Regions from separate parts of the Mus musculus genome. Here all the other regions are linked to region 1. The links are chromatin contacts, called in public Hi-C, HiCAR-type and HiChIP or PLAC-seq maps. All regions are on one chromosome and are shown on one strand. Each heading gives the region's core, a stretch centred on a gene start, on an enhancer-like site or on the middle of the called end of the contact. The rest is flanking DNA. Distances are from core to core; before and after follow the strand shown. Region 1 holds the start of Nkain2 (Na+/K+ transporting ATPase interacting 2). Region 2 holds the start of Hddc2 (HD domain containing 2). Region 3 holds the start of Tpd52l1 (tumor protein D52-like 1). Region 4 overlaps Rnf217 (ring finger protein 217). Region 5 holds the start of Rnf217 (ring finger protein 217). Region 6 overlaps Rnf217 (ring finger protein 217).

Region 1 (2,870 bases), core at 162-2,661:
TGAGATGCCTCAAACACTTTAAGTAAGTTTTTTTAAAGGAAAAAAGAAAGAGAAAAGAAAGAAATAAAAGAAGAACCCTCTGCAGGTCTTTGCAAGTGATAAACAGTGAAGAAAACTTAAGAAATTCTTTTGTCAGTTTTAATAGCAAATTCTTGTTCATTTAAACACCCTGCGATGACTGGATTTTCAATAATTGTCTTCCATTCTACAGCCCCCAACCCTTTATAAAACAAATAAGGGGAACTGTTTAGACTAATTTATACTTTCTATGGAAAGCTACTTGGTGTTGCAGAAGTGCCCCCTATTTCAAATTAACCATTTGCCACTGACATAAATTTTCACCCTATCTTCCCCTAAGCCCCTCCTCCTATTGCCTTTAGGAATTGAAATCGAGACATTATTTGCATTCTTGGCTTTTTAAAAGCAGCAATAGGATATTCTTCCAAACTTACATACAATCCCCCATCCTGTGAGATCAAACAATAGCATCAATTTCAGTGGCAATATTGTACATTATGGAAGACAAGATATTATTTCTTCTTGGAATTTTTGTAGCTCTTATGTTTTAAAGGTCCACTCTGGGGCAATGGTGTTGCAGAGTTTAAGTATCTCTCTCTGATCTACATACTTTTAGAACTCACTGTGGCTTTTTAGTTCAGAATGCTGCTAGAACACATCTGACCTAAACAAGGAGTTTTTAAGAAAATTATAAGACAATATATTCTAAGAAAATATCAAGCGACGATAAATAAATACTTCAAAACAAGTATATAAAAGCCTGAAAATCTGCTTTTCAACTTACACGCATATATAGTAAAATATATATGACAACCATCCTGTTCACATTAGCAAGAATGCCAAGCATAAAAGGAGAGCAACATCTCCACTCCCTTAAAGAAATTAAAGATAACAAGTTTAACCTGCACCTGCAAAACTGTCCTTAGAGGGACAGAAACGGGGAAAGGCAGAAAGGCTCACTTCTGCTGCACCCCTAAAATCATTTTAAATACAGGTAATATGTGGCATCTTTTATCTCTTCTTTTCCCTTCCGTCCTGCTCAATGGCAGATCTCTTACTACACTCCCTGCCCACTCTCTCAATGGTACATAAGAGAATAAGAGAACCCAAGCGTCACTTACCAGTTGCATGCCACAGATAAAGATAAGCGTGCACCTGCCACTGCAATAACCCATGGTTTCCGAGACCCCTGCCACAGCCAGGCTGTCCCACGTCGGCCACCGTCGAGGCCCCAGTTTATCCAATCAGATCGTGGGGAAGGACAGGAGAACCTGCCCAGGGCTCTAGGGCTCCCAGATGCCGCTGCCAATGTCCAGGGAAGTGACAGTGTCCTGCGCGGCGGCGGCTGCCCCAGCCGCGCCCGCCACACATACCTTTACTCGTTCACTGCACTCCCAGCGCCGCGGGCAGCGCCGCCCAAGGAGACGCGCCCGGGCCCCGCAGGGGCAGCAGCGGCAGGCAGACAGCGCCGCCGAGCCCTGGGGCATCTGGCCCGCCAAGTTGCGGCCCACGCCCGACGAGCGCTCGCCCGCCCCGCACTCCCTCCCCACGCACGGGTGCGCGGGCTCCCGGGGCGGCTGAGATGCGCGCCGGGCGCCTCTGTTCTGCGCTCCGCGTGCGGGGCCCAGGGGCGGGGCGGCTGCGGGGGCCGCGCGGACGCCCTGCGGCGCCCTTCCCCTTGCCTAGATGAGCGGATCCCCTCCCAATCAACAACTTCTCAGAGGTCGTGGCGGGCAGCAGCCCTGGCCGTTGCGGGCGTGGTGTCGCGGTGCCTGGGAGCTGCGGGGGCGTTGACTGCGGGAACAACGCGAGGGATCGGGTCGGAGGAGTCCCGGTGGCATGGCTGGCTGGCTTGCTTGCTTGCTTGCGTGCTTGCTTGCTTGCTTGCTTGGCGATGCCTTGCTTTGTTGGTATCGGTCTTGCTGAGGCAACCCTGCCAGAAGCATTACACGTGCAAGCTGTGGTGTGTGTGTGTGTGTGTGTGTGTGTGTGTGTGTGTGTGTGTGTGTGTGTGTGTGAAAGTACGGTTATGAAAAGGGATGGTGAGATATCAACTGGGGTGCCGCTAAGGCATTCTTCCCCACTGGAAAACCTGCATGCACTTACAGCAAAGAGCGGAGGGAGAGAAGTGGACACGGTGGCGGCCAACCAACAGTCCTGTGCTTGGCACGAGGCAAGGACAGCAAGGGACAGAGATTCCAGAGTTTCAAAGATTAGCCTGCTACAAGGACCGAACGGAATTGCCTCTTGAAGTTGCAAAATGTAGGGAGCCAGAGGAAATGTAGGAGTTTGGTTTTGGTGCTTCAGACTGCTTTCTTAACAATGGAAGGAGCCGATGAAATTTGAGCACTTATCTACCAGACCTCATGCACCATCCGGTTGGTTATGTGTCCTTGCTTGGTCATACTCCAGGTTTGACAGCAGCAGTTACCTGCGGACACGCACTCTGGAGCCTGTTGCTGCCACCTACGGGTAAAAAGCTGAAGGGAAAAACATGCTGGAGCAAGTGATGGTCATTTAGACCTTGGTGTTCAGAAGAGGGCATTTCATTTACAGTCCCAACAGCTACTGAAAGCATTCCTAATCTGGCTACAGAGAGAGGGTGTACTGTTGAGATCCACTGGATAGTAAAGCCATTGGAATAAAGTGCTGTGAGTGAAAAGAACTGTTCATGGAGCTAAAAAATACCATCGTTAGAGATGTAAAACCGGAAAAAAAGAAAAAAAGCTAACCAACAAGGTTCGTGAGACAAGTAGGACTTAAGCCTCCTTGAAAAACGACATTTGTGTATGGTAACTTTACCCACACTGAGGACCTAGTCTCCCTTCCATCAGCATCAGCTTGAGAATCAT
Region 2 (2,700 bases), core at 53-2,552, 1.6 Mb before region 1:
AGCAGATAGGGACTATATATAAAACCAGGAATAGGGCTTTCTACACCTAGGACCTTAGCATAGCAAGGCAGCCTGGTGGTGCTGGCATTTGAAGCTTGTGCTTTATAGATAACACAAACCACTCACCTACTTCAGTGCTGGAGAGCACTTGGGACCTCATGCACAGCTACACTACACTGCCAACTTTTCATTTCTTCTGTAGAGCTGACTTTAGAATCCTGGATGCTGCTCATGGATGCTACTTCAGTGCTGGAGAGCACTTGGGACCTCATGCACAGCTACACTATACTGCCAACTTTTCATTTCTTCTGTAGAGCTGACTTTAGAATCCTGGATGCTGCTCATGGATGCTGCCTCAGGGTTCTGTAGAATCTACTGAGCAACATTCTATACCAACATTATGCTATGATGACTATACATTTTCTAGTATAGTTCCCGGTATAGTATTCGGGCTCATATGGAAGAGGTGGTAGGTATATCAAGTAGTGAGAAACGAGAACAGACAATGGTTCATTAGAACCATCACCTTTTAGGGCCCTGTAAATAAATAAACCTACTTTGTTACAAATAAAATTGGAATTCCTTTTTATTTCTCTTTCTTCTTGAATCTTATTCATATCCTCGACTCCCTCTGCTTGAATTTGTCCATATCCATTAACTGCATTTAAAAGTTTGTACCATCAAATTGTCAATGGAAACTAGTCAGGTAGTCCTGGAAGATCCTGATCAGTTTCCTGGCAGAATGGATGCTTGTGGTTTCACCATGGGCTTCCTCTTACTAGCCCATTTCCTGCTTCCTCCAAAGTTTCCTGGTATGTCTGCCAAGCATTGCCTCCCTTCACAGGCTTGCCCAGTGCCTTTGTTAAACTGGTTAAGCGAAGCTTCTTATAGCTAGCTCTTCCTGCCAATCAGACACTGGGCTTCTAAGAAGCAAGGTTTGCAGGCATTATCCAGCTTCATCCTCCTTAGGCCTTTCTGCCCTTAGCGTCAAGCTGCGATTCCTGTGAAAGTTGATGGTTACTTGGGCAGAGACCATCCAAAGTCTGAGCACAGACCTTAGTACAGAGAAAGTGCTCTACCAAAGGAGGAAGTGGGGCTGTGAGGAGGAGCCAAAGGGTGGGGAGGAGCTGAAGGAGGGCGGGGAGGAGCTGAAGGAGGGCGGGGAGGAGCTGAAGGAGGGCGGGGAGGAGCTGAAGAAGGGCGGGGAGGAGCTGAAGGAGGGCGGGGAGGAGCTGAAGGAGGGCGGGGAGGAGCTGAAGGGGAATGGGGAGGGGCTTGAGGTTGACACCGCCCAGCTCTTATGCACTTCAGCATGGCTTTGGCCTCGTCCGGCTCTGGAGCCGGGCTGTTGCGTTTTCTGCGTCTAGTTGGGCAGCTCAAGGTGAGCGGGTGGGATCGGCTTGGCCGGGAGGCGGTGCGGCCCAGCTCAGGCACCGACCTCACGCAACCTCCCTCGCTCAGCCCGGCGTTGCTGGCGGGTACGCAGCCGAGGCTGGACCGGGGACTCGTGCACGCTCCATGCCCAGCGCGGCCACAACCCAGGCCATGGCGATGCTGCGGAGCGGCAGCGGAAGGCAGGAGCCGAAACCCCTGCACGTAGGCTGTGGAAACCTTCCTCTATCACCGTGACTTCCGGAACTGTTGGTTTCAGTAAATCGGTTTCAGCGTGCACCAGCCCTTGCTTGGCAGAGCTTGTGCAGAGCCCCCTTTGTTCCAAGATGAGCTGTTCTGTAACACTGCGACTATTTGTGAAATTCGTTAGATGCATAGAACTCCCAGAGAAAATGCAGACTTACACAGGTTGAGAAGTAGTGAAAGGCTTGACTGCCATGGAAACTCCTCCAAGCCATCTGAGTTAGAATTGGAGAGTCTGTCACATGTTGCATGTACAAAATATTCTATTATTGTATGAAATGAGTTTTTGGACGGCACAAACCTACTACTCTCATAGTTAGGAATAATACTGGGGCTTTGCTTTGCATTTTTCCTAACTACACCACAGATGAACAGCACAGGCTGGCAGCCTGGAACTTGGGTCTTCACCTGTTGAGTTCTTAGATTCCAGGCGTGTACCACCAGGCGTACCACCAGTTTTGCTTTTATGTCTAAAAACTTTTTGTGTATTATCCCATAGTTATACTTCACTAGCACAGAGTAAAGACTATTGGACTTTTGTATACTTTTGAACATTTTTGTATATTTGTGAATTGTCCACTCACTAGTGAGATTTCAGATTTTTATCGATATGATTAGTTTAAATGAAACATTTTTAAAAAAATAGGTTTGAAACCACGACTCAGCTGACATGTGGCTCTGTGGCCATTCTCTGGCATTTTCTTGAAGAGCACCTGTCATTTTTTGTTGTTGTTCCCAGGGATAGTGTTTTGTTTAATTCCTTATCTTATTTATTAGAGAGTTCCACGGACTGGCTGGGTATACAGAAATGTCGAAAAGCCAGAAAGCGTGTCAGATCACATGTACCGGATGGCAGTTATGGCCATGGTGACCAGAGATGACCGTCTTAACAAGGATAGGTAAGTTATTTGAACATTGATGCTTATGAAGGTTTCTGGACTCTGTGTGAGGATGACTTCAGTTGTAAACTATAGTAAGTTTTCTGTTACATTCTGCGTTGGTCTCAGGGGAAACAAGTGAGAAGTTAGGGCCTTAAAGGGTGAATATGTGTGAATTGTATCTTTG
Region 3 (2,700 bases), core at 38-2,537, 1.4 Mb before region 1:
TCCGAGAGCTTTCGTCCTCCCTGTCCCTCACTCCACATAAGACCATCTCTGGGCTGATGAGATGGCTCGGCAGGTAAAGGGCCTGCTCTAAACTGACTGCTCTTCCGAAGGTCCTGAGTTCAAATCCCAGCAACCACATGGTGGCTCACAACCATCCATAATGAGATCTGACACCTTCTTCTGGTGTGTCTGAAGTCAGCTACAGTGAACTTAGGTATAATAATAATAATAATAATAATAATAATAATAATAATAATAATAATAAAGGCAATCTCTGATCCTTTCTAAGATCCCTTTACTCTTATTTTGAATGATCCTAGAGTTCTCTGGATTCCTCCAGCGAACACCCTGAGCACGGAGAGCAGGTGACCAACCCTCAATTAAGGCAGGCACTGGGTGCGGCTGGGGTGGGGGGTGAGGTGGGGTGGGGTGGGAAAGCGACTCTTCTAAGAACACGAAAAACTGGGATAGGGTTATCAATCTGGATGTCGGGGGCGGGGTTGGGGGTTGGGGGGAAATGTGAAGCTCTCTTGCCTTTGAAGGCCAATCCTCCCACGCTGCAGCCCTCGAATAGCAGGGACACTGAGTCTCCACAAAACCACCACCTCTCGGGTCCGCGTCACCCCCGCCCGCATTTGTGAACTGCAAGAGGTGAGCCCCAAGGCCGGAGTCCAGAAGATCCGGCTCTCCCCACGCCTCCCCGGGAAGAACAGCGCAGACATCCGGAGCCTGAACAACAGGTCCTTTGAACACCTTCCAGGACGAGGAAGTATGGCCCACTGACTGCTGGAAGGGATAGTGCAGACAAGGACACAATCCCTGCAGACCCGCTACTCTGTTTTCAGTCCTCAGCCCTTCCCTGGTCCCCAGCCCCACCGCAAAATCTGAGTCAAGCAAAGGATCCCGAAGGCGCGCGTAGGCGCAGAGTTCCGTCTGCGTAGGATGTCCCTGTCTGTCCCGGAGTAAAGTTAGGTACTGAAGGAAAATAGTCTCTCTGTACATCTGAGGACCAGACCTCGGGGGCGACCGGCGACCACCCACCTTGTGCCTGCGCCTCCATGGTGGCCGGTTTGGAGCTGAGCACCGCGGAGAACACGCGGACTCCTCGCAGAGCAGCAGATGGTAGCGATTCCCGAGCTCGGAAGACAGCTAGCCCCGCCGCCCGTGCCCTCTCCCGGCGCGCGTGTCGCGAGCATTCGTGGAGGGGGCGGGGTACTGGCGGCGGCCACCACTGGCCGCTGCTGGTTACCTCCGCCCCTTCCAATCCACCTAGGCTACACAGCGCAACCGAGAACGCCAGGTCGGGCGCCACCTGCCGGCCGCTCTGCGCACCCAGTGGGAGGCTTCCCCTCCAGCACACAAACGCGCAGACAACCAACACCATAGCCCAGAAGCCCACAAGACACAAATGCCTTGGCAGGAAGGAGGTAGGGAGCGCAGGGGTACAATGCTGAGCCATTGGTCCTGGTGGAGACAGTCAGGTTAGGTTCCTGGGCGCCCCAGTACCATATTCTTTTTGTCAACTGACCATTATATAACTTTGTTATATGCCCATTTATAGAACCCTTACTTAATGTAATTGGCTCATTTAACATTGAGCATACAGTGCTCGGACAAAAACACAGTTTATTAAGGTTATGTAATGTGTATACTTCTTCTATAAAGTTCATCACACTATATTGCACTTAGGGTGTTGGGCATGAATCTAGTTTGAAACGAAACTGGGCAGTGCTGGCGTGGGGGGTAGGGGCTGCAATATTTTGAGATTTTTGTTTACTCCAACAGGCAGAAGAAAAACTGAGTTTGGTGTTACAAGCAAATCCGAGTGAAAAGTGACAAAGGAACATGGAGCCTAAGACACATTAATAGGACATGTGTCTTGTTATCCCGAGCCTGTAGGCTGTGTCACTAGATTGGTGTAGGAGTCCTTTTCAGAGAAGACTAAAACTTCAGTCCTGTGTCAAGGCTTGTCTGCTGGTGTAACTGGAAAGCTAACAGTATGAATGGGCGCTCACACGTCACCCCCACCAGTCTCTACGTACTTCCTTTTCCTCAGCGTCTCACAAACTTCATGAAACAGTCTAGCATTTTCTTATGCTTGGTGTTACATAATTTGCAATTTTGCGTGAAAGGGTGTCATTCTCTTTCTCTATAAAATAGATGGGGGAGTCTGGTGAGATTGAAGGTGTTTATTATATTAAATCTCCTGTAATTTCTGCCAAAGAGCCTCAAGTAGATTTACACTCAGGAAAGATAGTGATTAATCAATCAAAAAGTCGTATTTTTACCACACCCAAGTTACTCTCAAAGTTACAGGATAAAATACAAAAATGGGTGTCCTTTCCCTTGAAAGAAAGAATACTGGTGGTTTTGTGGCATGCACACGAGCATGCCAGTGGTTTGGGTTGGGTGGTTTGTCTGTTTGTTTTTCTCAGTTTTGTGTTGAAGATCTCATAGGTATGTAATCAATTTCATGACATTTACCCTATAATGACTTTTAGTGAAAGTTACCAGGCAGGTACAAAGTGGCTACTGGATGATGAAATCACTTTTAGAGTCTATTCAGGTTTTCTGGTCGTCTTAATCCTAGAAATTAAACACCAAGTCACAACAGTTGACTCCCAGCTGTTAAAAGCTAAAAATAGCTCCTGACTTTTCATCTTAGGCCACCTACTTTCATCTGGCTCATTTCTGATTGCT
Region 4 (2,700 bases), core at 52-2,551, 1.4 Mb before region 1:
CAAGTCTAATTAAAAAACCACCAGCACAACAGAGCCAATGTTTTCTAGGAAACCGTCTAGCCTTTTGTCCTTGTCTTTATTGTCACAATCCTATAATGTGCACACTATAATATTTATTTCATTATTGGTTGGCATACATTTTATATAAGAACATACATGTGGTTCCTAAAGTCCCAACTGACTCTAATGACTTAAATGTGAGATATTTTGTAATTCTCTCTGCCCCACACAGTCACTATCTATAAAGAGAAGTTCACATGTGGAAAATCATTTAATTCAGGAAAGCACCCCGTTTTCTATAGGAATAATGATCAATGTAGCTTCTGTCCAGAGCGTTTAGGTTGGCATTTCTAAAGGTCTGCTTCTCAGAGCAGCGATGGACTAATAGCATTAGTAGCATCTGGACCATTTTAGAAACGTAAACTCATGGGTCCAGCCAGCACACTGTGCTAGAAACTGACAGTAGAATCTAGCAATGTGTGTCTGCAACAGACTACAGACTATCATGCTGTTTGAAAACTACTCCTTTAATACATATGTTTATATACTAAAGTCTCATAAACACATCCTGTAGGAAACATGTTCCTCTGACTTATATGCCCTGAACTGCATGGCTGTTTTAAGCAAGGCAGAGCAGAAACCACACAAACTGACTGACTCACACCACCACATGTACACTCACACGGTCTCTACTGCTGTGGGAGAAATCTAATCTCAAATATGTCACGTGTCTTACCGATTACAACTGCTATGGCCCCTAGTGCCAATCCCAAAACCAGGATGAGAGGCGCAATGAAGAGCTTTCCAGCTGAAAAACAAAAGTATAAGAGTTAAAGGCTCTCACTGCTGAGTTACAGAGCAGTTACAGTAATCCTTAAAGAAGCATAAGAACAATTAAGGGCACATATAGAACTGATACATGGTGTATGTACAGTGCCACAAAGCCATGGGCAGATGCCGTGTAGCCACAGGTCCCTTACTATTTATACCCAAAACAGACTATAATCCTTTTCACTGATGCGCTTCAGTCTCTGTGCTTTTCCTTTAGATTTCTCCTACTTTCAACGTACAAAATGTTGAACGATTAAGAATGGAGTGACTCAGAGGATAATCTATTGAGCTCACAAAGTTAGACAGCCAGTAGGGATCAGAGAGGGTGTCTGACCAGCCCCATGTCTAAGAACAATGCTTTATTTACTTGCTAGATAAAGAGGGACATCATATGAATGTCTAACAGACTGAACTCCAAATGGGATGCCTGAAGACAACTGCTAGGGGAACTTCCCACTGCGTAAGTGATGTGCTGGAAGTTACCCAAGTGAATCACTGAAACAAATGTTAACAGGCAGCATTGTAAGACAGCTCAGTGCTGGCAGGCACAGCACGCTTGGCAGCACCAGCGGTTTCTCTGCTGAATGAATATTTGATCTGTGATAATAATCACCATTGTTACATGTAACTGCAGCCCAGAAGCCACTAGAGGACTCCCTATATCTCTAAAAGGCTCCAACATAGACAAAACCAGGACAGTTACTTATTTCTTGTTACTGTGCTGTGACTTTTGACATAACCGTACAAACGAAATGTCACAAAGAGTGTGAAGGGAACAGGAAGTCTGCAGTAGTCACACAGCTACTTAAGAATCACACAGCAATACCATCTATAAGTTATGATCATTGACCAATGAATGAAAGATAATTCAGCCATTTGTTGGGAGTTTGGCAGGAAAAATTAACTTTTTTAATTCATAGAAAACAGTTTTGGAATTAGATGACTAGATATAAAAAAATACAGTTTTAAATATCAATTTTAGCATTACTTAATACCTAGTATTTAGATATGAATTGTTGTCCATTTAACATAATGCCCAGACATACGTTTTTTTCTTTTGCTTTACACAATAACAAAACTCAGTTAAGTGACATGAAATCTTATTGAACAAGGGCATGTGTATCCATAGAGCTGTGTGGAAGAAGCTAGAATACAGTACAAAGGGTTACATATTATAAACATACAGCTTAATCTCTTTAGTAATATATCCTTAAAGTATCCACCAAGACATTTCTTCACAGCATCAGAATATAACTGTCAAGTAATAATAGCACTGACATTTTCTTCCCAACCATCACGGAATACAAGGAGCAAATATCTGCCCTTTAGAAGGAATAAACTTGACAGTGTAGGACATGGACTGCTAAAGATGATTTTGAGTGGAGTAAGCACGCTTTCTCTTATTCCAAGATCAGTAACAATTCTCTTAGAACATCATTTTCAATAATCAAATATAATTTTTCACAACCATAAATTATATCTTATTTAAACATTTTTAATTTAAAATTTTGTTTAATTTCTGCTATGACAATCTACCATTGATTGTGTCTTAACATTTACTGTTTTATTTGTTTATTTCTTTGGGATGTGTGTGCTTTTTCATCATTGTCCCATTTCATATTCTATAAACAATCAACAGCACATCCTTGTGTTTAGATACCTGTTAAGTCCATACATTCTTCTTGTCAGCAATTGGCTTTCCCAGGGTTTCAGAAGCGCTGATCATGAAAGAATGTCATGTTAACAACCTTAACTTTTCAATTTTGTTCATAAAAGGAGTGATTCTCTTCTCACTCTTTGGTAAAGGACCTACTGGAACCCCTGGCCCATAGCAAGCCCTGGAGATTCGCATGGCTGATATTCTCATGC
Region 5 (2,714 bases), core at 28-2,527, 1.3 Mb before region 1:
TTGATGGGTTTGTCTTCCAGGCACACCCGGCACATCAGCACCATGAGGGGCGCATAGGGGTCCCCTACTCCCCCCAGGCCAGAGTAGGGTGGAGCCCCTAATAGGCCAGGCACGGAGAAGGGCTCCGGAGCCAGGTAGAACTCCAGCTCGATGCTGCCGCCGTCGGGGGAAAGGGGGTCAGCCGGGAGCGACAGCGGGGAGCTGGGGAAGGAGGGCGGCGGGCTGGCGGGAATCGGCCCCAGCGGTGCTTGAGGTGGGGACTCCGACGGCGACGGGGACTCGGCGGAGGGGGCCTCGGGCAAGTCGCTCTCCACGCAGTACACGGAGCAGAGGACTTGCGGCTTGGCGGGGGGCGGGTGTCGCTGGGCCAGCACGTCCAGGAGCAGCCCGTCGGGGGGCTGCTGGCCGGGGGGCGCCTCCCGTGGCCCCGCTCCCTCCGCCTCGCGCTCCAGCTGCAGTTCCAGACTCTGGGGGTCCAGGGGCCCGCTGAGTGGCAGTCGCGCGGGCTGCCCTGCCGGGGCCCGGTTGCTCGCAGGCTCCTGGACACTCGCGTCCACGCAGCCCGGGTCTCTGCCGCCGCCGCCGCCGTTCGGCCGTGAAGAGGAGGCTGCAGCGCGCGGCCCGGCTGTCCGGACGCGGTCCCCTCGCGGCCTGGGGGACTCGGGCTGGCCCGCCGAGCCTCCGCCAGAGGCCCGCGCCCCGCCGCTGCCGCTCACCGTGCTCTGCTCCTCGCCCATCGCCGCCCGCGGCCTGCGCCGCCGCCGCCCATCCAGCCGCCCGGACCCCCAGCCGGCGCCGGGCAGCGCGGGCAAGCGGCTCCGCTCCACTCGCGGCGGCCCTTCTGCTTCCGGATCCCTCCTCCGGGGCCGGGACGCCCCAAGCGCCCTCCGGGGAGCCCGGGCTCCCGGGCCGCAGCGTGCGGGCAGCCGGCTCCTCCTCCTCCACCTCGTAGTCGTCGTCTTCCTCCTCGTCCGGCGCGGCCGGGCACCGCCTCGAGGACTCCGAGGGCCTCAGGCTGAGGGGGCCCGGCCCGCATGCACGTCGCGGCGCTGCCGCGGACCCGCGAGTCCCGGGTGGGGCGGAAGAGTTCCCGGGAGGCGGGAGGAGACGGTCAGCCCCGCGCCATCCCTGCCTCCGCGGCGGGGCGCGCAGCCGGCGATCCCGAGGGTCGCCGGGCCTGTGGCGTCACCGAGAGGTGGCCGAGTCCGCAAGCAGTGGCTGGTGTCCCTGGAGGAGAAGCGGGAGACCTCCCTCTCCTCGTGCAGCACCTAGGGCCCTGCTCCCTCCCCTCACCCCACCCCTTTGGCACACACCTCCCCACACGTACACACATACGCGCGCGGGCGCCCACGCACACAGTCGCACGCACACAGGAGTGAGGGTGATCTAAGCTGAGCTGTGCTCTCACCCCTAAGAATTCCCACTCGGCCCCAGCCAAATGCTTAAGCGCTTGCAGGCGCCCCTTAGTGCTCTGCTTTAAGTAGAACTTCCGACAAAAACTGCTGGACCCTGGGCTCTGGACGGAGAACACACTGGGATGTCACGCTCGAGAAGTAGAGGCGATGGTGTGCATTCTACCTGGTGCGATAGGAAGGATCTTCGAAAACCATAAATAACCCAAAAGCACTTGTCGTCTGCTCCTCCAACTATAATATTTACAAGCACTAAGGAATAACTAATCTGACATTTACTGCTTTTCCTCTGCTCAGTGTTCTCTCGCGAATTATTTTTGTGGGCTCTTGGGGTTTTGTTTGTTTGTTTGTTTGGTTTTTGTTTTGTTTCTGAACCCCTTTAAGTGGGTAGCCTGGCCTGATTAATCAGCTGGATCATCATTAGGAATCAGGGAAACTTATTAACATAACCATATTCATACCCAAAACTGTTTCCAAGGCAACAATTATATCTCAGCCAGAACTTAATTATGTGTTGATCTATCTTTATTTTACAGGAAGTATTAGTCACCCAAACACTGGTGTGATTTAGTTTTCTAAAGCCAATGAAAACATTTTTGGGAAGCCAACCATTTTTATTTTTTTAAAATAGGGAGGGAATTCAATTTACACATTCATGTCAAAGGAAAAATCTGTTAAATGTGTAGATTATTTTTTAACCTTGAAGTTGTTATTGATTTGTTCTAAAATATTTTCCAAGGCAAATGCAAAGGCTACAAGGGAACTAAGAATTCAGTATTGACCAAGCAGAGACCCAAAGGTCATGGGTTTCAATCAGGTGCGGTTGAAGCTCAGGTACACCAGAGCATGGTGACTTGCCGCCAGATGCCCTGGCACTCAGTAGTCTGACCCAAGAATGAAGAATAACTATTTTTTGATGATTAAATGGTACTCAGGCAGCCTGGAGAGATAGCTCACTCACTCAATCCTCAGTATCCACCTCAGAAACACAACCCGCTGGAAAGCCCAGACAGGTAAGTGGACGGATGTTGCTGGGACTCCAGAAGACTCCATCTCCCTGTTCAAGGATTGCCCTTTCTTTCCTTACCAGGACTTCTTCCTGCTACATGCTGCTAGCATTTCTGAGCAACATGTCATCTTCCTCTAGGTAAATCCTCTCGTGCCTGACTCCTGGGCCTGGCACCTCTAGCATGAGGTCTGGGACTCACAGGTCCCCAACAGCACAGAGGAATCATAACGCAATCCTATAATGGTGGGTCTTTGCTCAGTCTATCCCAGGTTCATGGAGCACCACTGATAAGT
Region 6 (2,837 bases), core at 121-2,620, 1.3 Mb before region 1:
GAGGCAGAGGCAGGTGGATTTCTAAGAGTTTAAGGCCAGCCTGATTTACATTGAATTCCAGAACCTCAGGCCTACACAGAGAAATCCTGTCTCAAACAAAACAAAAACAAAAACAAGCTAATATTCCTTATTGCTCCTGTGTAATCTGAGCAGTGAGCAATATGTGGGCAGGTGACTTGCCTGGCCCTTTATGAAAAGGTCACCATTTGGGAAATCAAAGTAGAATAAAATAAGGCAAAAAGAGTCCAAATTCCTGTAGAGTTAAAACGTTCTGCTAACATAAAATACAGTGAAACTATTCAGCTTTCCAAACATATTTTATAAATACTTAAAATACTGAAGTATTCCTGAACACTACCCAGTACCTTTCACTAATGATACCATCTACTTGGAAAATCTCTGACATTTAGTAAACACTACTCAGTAGATTGGCTTCTTCTAGTCATAAGCTGAACTGTATGTACATATTTATACTCTCCTAAAATACCTGCAAAACATACTAGAGCACAGATCTATGTTAAAGGTAAACACAAGGTAGTTTTCATATATGGAAAAACATCACATTGGCATTAACGCCAATTGAAATGTTACTGGTCTTATAATAAACATAGAATGTATCAGGAAATCCTCAGGCACTGAGGGAAATAAATCAGTGTGTGGGAGGGAGGGGCCACTCAGTTACTCAGCATAGACCCAACAGAGCAGACCTTTGTTTAAGCAGCCACTTTATCATTACATGCTTACTGAAAACAAAGAACAGGACAGCCACATCAAAACAGCACACTCTGTGGATGGCAGAGCTGTGACCCCAGAGTCTGAGTCATTAAATGCAGAGGAAATGTAACTTAGTACAGAAAAGAACACTGTTACAAAAATAAGAACCAGAAAAGGGAATATAGATAATTAAACACAATTAAATAGAGAAGCAAAGGGCACTTACTAGCCAACTCAATAAACAAAGGCGTGCATGGAACAGAACGACCAGTGCCCACTGTTGCTGTAGCACCTTTGCTGTCTACATGAGGAGAGGGTGGAGCTCTTGTTTGTTTCACAGGGTGGTGAAGGCTAAGCACTAAGCATCAAATTAAGCACAAAATTCCTTTCAAGAAAAACAAAAAGGCACTTTAAGGGGGAGGGGACACAAAACTGGCTCTAATGGGTAAAGTAACTACAGACAGTAACATATATAGACAGATACTTTAGGGCAATGGCTTTTTACACAGTGCCCCCAACCTACACAAAAGCAAGCAAGCCAACAGAAATCCATCCTAGACAAGGGAAATCTGGCAGGAGAAACAAGCTAAGGAGACGTCTGTCAGTGTTGCCTGGGAGATAAGACTGCAGCTGGTATACAGGGTTGCACAACCTCCAGGCCTTACAACAGAGTGGCTGCAGGCACTGGCAAGGTCTACTGCTGCCGCAGAGCACCCCCAACACCTTTGAAAAGCAAAAGGCAAGGCAGACATAATGCAGACAAGCCATCTGCAGCACCTGCATAATTGTGCAGATCCACTGGCCCCTCTGCTGTCACAGCAACTGCCTCCTAGTCACGTCCCTACTGCTATCTTCCCCTCTAAACACAGTTTACATTCCACACAGAAGAGAGAATCTTTTTAAAATATTAATGACATCTCTACAGCTGTACCAAATGGTCCAGTGATTTCTCATCACAGTTGGAATAAAGTATCGATTTCACAGAGGAGCGATAGAATCTGACCCATAGCTGGTCTGTGCGCCCTCCTCCACAGCTGCACACATGCTACTTCCTCCTGTTTCTGAAGAAGGCCAAGCCTTGTCCGATTCGAGCCCTCTGAAGCTGGGACTCCAGTCTAGGCTCTACTGTGTGGGAGGTCTTAGTTCTGCTCACCACCTTTCACCAGCTCTCAGCTTTTCTTCTGCAGCTGTTACATAGACTGATCCAGTCCCTTCTCCAACCATCGTCAACTACACATTCTATTTGCACAAGTGTGTTTTGATTTGTGTGTGTATGTGTGTGTGTTTGCTTACTCTAACTCACAAGTGTCCAGCCCTTAACCTACTTTCTACCACCTTCTACAGCAACAGCCACTTTTCAGATACCAGCCAAGTTCCAACTTTCACTACTTCTCAAAACACAGCTCTCTCTTCCTAGAACTGCTGTCTCCAACAATCCATAACATACAACTTAGTGTCATAGATCGCACCCTAATCTTTGCATGAGGAGCTTATTCTTCACATGTTGATTTTTTAAATGTTCTGGGAAAACTGATCATGGACTACTGTATAAAGACTCACCTGTCTCATAAAGATGAGTATGTGCTCCCAAATATTCTGTGCTCTGATTTCATTTTAATAGGATATGAACACTCAAGTTGTTCCTCCTTCCCACGCTCCTCTTATGCCCACTATGTACTGACGCTAGTGAAGGAAGAGCAAGCTTTGGACAGTGAGATTCCTCTCTGGAGAAAGCTGTGAAACTCTTGGCTGACTGTTCAATCTGTGATTTGTTAGTCCAAAAAAGATGACAAAATTAATTATTCCCCCACCTTGCCAGAGCTCTGGTCTTATGATCAGCAGCAGACAGGTCCTTCCATGACTATGCAGGGTTAAGGATGTGGCCACTGATCAACAAGTTGCCTGTGAGAAGATTGCCTACTTGACCTTGACCTCATTAGCTAATGCTCTGAGCAAACTTACAGGGTCCATTGAGATTGTAACAAACCAAGAGGTTACCGAAATGGAACAATCCATAATATTCGGTGACTTTTTTTCCCACATCTTAAGTTTAATGAACTAATTAACCATATAAAAGCAACGCCATAGAACTGCCTTTGTTAGTTTTGAAAATTTAGTCAGCT

The links. A called contact is a pair of places that touch in the nucleus more often than the background predicts. HiCAR-type assays count read pairs that join an accessible place to other places. HiChIP or PLAC-seq counts read pairs in DNA pulled down with a chosen protein or histone mark.
Region 2: a HiCAR-type map of astrocytes shows a contact between it and region 1, with 6 times the contacts expected there. The contact joins the promoter of Hddc2 here to the promoter of Nkain2 in region 1. A contact is called at or near these places in 4 of 39 promoter capture datasets (the 3T3-L1 cell line, embryonic stem cells and hippocampal neurons) and 2 of 115 datasets of contacts at active chromatin or transcription factors (astrocytes and embryonic forebrain).
Region 3: an H3K4me3 HiChIP or PLAC-seq map of embryonic forebrain shows a contact between it and region 1, with 18 times the contacts expected there. The contact joins the promoter of Tpd52l1 here to the promoter of Nkain2 in region 1. A contact is called at or near these places in 4 of 39 promoter capture datasets (cranial neural crest, embryonic stem cells, frontonasal cranial neural crest and 1 more), 2 of 484 Hi-C or Micro-C datasets (embryonic fibroblasts and stem cell-derived neural stem cells) and 3 of 115 datasets of contacts at active chromatin or transcription factors (embryonic forebrain, embryonic stem cells and forebrain).
Region 4: a Hi-C map of adipose-derived mesenchymal stem cells shows a contact between it and region 1, with 2.2 times the contacts expected there. The contact joins the enhancer-like site here to the promoter of Nkain2 in region 1. A contact is called at or near these places in 8 of 39 promoter capture datasets (the 3T3-L1 cell line, 3T3-L1-derived adipocytes, cranial neural crest and 5 more), 3 of 484 Hi-C or Micro-C datasets (adipose-derived mesenchymal stem cells, cerebellar granule neurons and cerebral cortex) and 3 of 115 datasets of contacts at active chromatin or transcription factors (astrocytes, embryonic forebrain and forebrain).
Region 5: a contact with region 1 is called in a HiCAR-type map of astrocytes, with 11 times the contacts expected there. The contact joins the promoter of Rnf217 here to the promoter of Nkain2 in region 1. A contact is called at or near these places in 6 of 39 promoter capture datasets (the 3T3-L1 cell line, cranial neural crest, frontonasal cranial neural crest and 2 more), 12 of 484 Hi-C or Micro-C datasets (the HL-1 cell line, adipose-derived mesenchymal stem cells, cerebellum and 8 more) and 12 of 115 datasets of contacts at active chromatin or transcription factors (SST interneurons, VIP interneurons, astrocytes and 8 more).
Region 6: a contact with region 1 is called in an H3K4me3 HiChIP or PLAC-seq map of stem cell-derived neural progenitor cells, with 13 times the contacts expected there. The contact joins the enhancer-like site here to the promoter of Nkain2 in region 1. A contact is called at or near these places in 2 of 39 promoter capture datasets (the 3T3-L1 cell line and second pharyngeal arch cranial neural crest), 8 of 484 Hi-C or Micro-C datasets (cerebral cortex, cortical neurons, embryonic stem cells and 4 more) and 11 of 115 datasets of contacts at active chromatin or transcription factors (SST interneurons, VIP interneurons, embryonic forebrain and 7 more).

Annotation. Positions count from the first base shown.
Region 1 is chr10:32,888,504-32,891,373 of GRCm38.p6, forward strand. Nkain2 (Na+/K+ transporting ATPase interacting 2) reads right to left here and starts at 1,412. Exons shown (of 7, transcript NM_001013411.2): 1 at 1,140-1,412. The coding sequence starts at 1,193.
Region 2 is chr10:31,312,103-31,314,802 of GRCm38.p6, forward strand. Hddc2 (HD domain containing 2) reads left to right here and starts at 1,303. Exons shown (of 6, transcript NM_027168.2): 1 at 1,303-1,381; 2 at 2,413-2,534. The coding sequence starts at 1,313.
Region 3 is chr10:31,444,671-31,447,370 of GRCm38.p6, forward strand. Tpd52l1 (tumor protein D52-like 1) reads right to left here and starts at 1,288. Exons shown (of 8, transcript NM_001359364.1): 1 at 1,042-1,288. The coding sequence starts at 1,060.
Region 4 is chr10:31,503,015-31,505,714 of GRCm38.p6, forward strand. It overlaps Rnf217 (ring finger protein 217), which reads right to left. Exons shown (of 6, transcript NM_001146349.1): 5 at 737-808. Among named protein-coding and RNA genes, the nearest start is that of Gm51764, 56 kb to the left of the region's middle. Within about 2 kb of position 1,302, at least 63 of the 459 cell types and tissues checked have an H3K27ac peak or open chromatin away from gene starts, as enhancers often do. A contact at or near this core is called in adipose-derived mesenchymal stem cells, where this site is marked.
Region 5 is chr10:31,608,448-31,611,161 of GRCm38.p6, forward strand. It overlaps Rnf217 (ring finger protein 217), which reads right to left and starts at 1,278. Exons shown (of 6, transcript NM_001146349.1): 1 at 1-1,278. The coding sequence starts at 737.
Region 6 is chr10:31,591,546-31,594,382 of GRCm38.p6, forward strand. The region is part of intron 1 of Rnf217 (ring finger protein 217); the gene reads right to left. Among named protein-coding and RNA genes, the nearest start is that of Rnf217, 17 kb to the right of the region's middle. Within about 2 kb of position 1,371, at least 134 of the 459 cell types and tissues checked have an H3K27ac peak or open chromatin away from gene starts, as enhancers often do. A contact at or near this core is called in SST interneurons, VIP interneurons, cerebral cortex and 8 more, where this site is marked.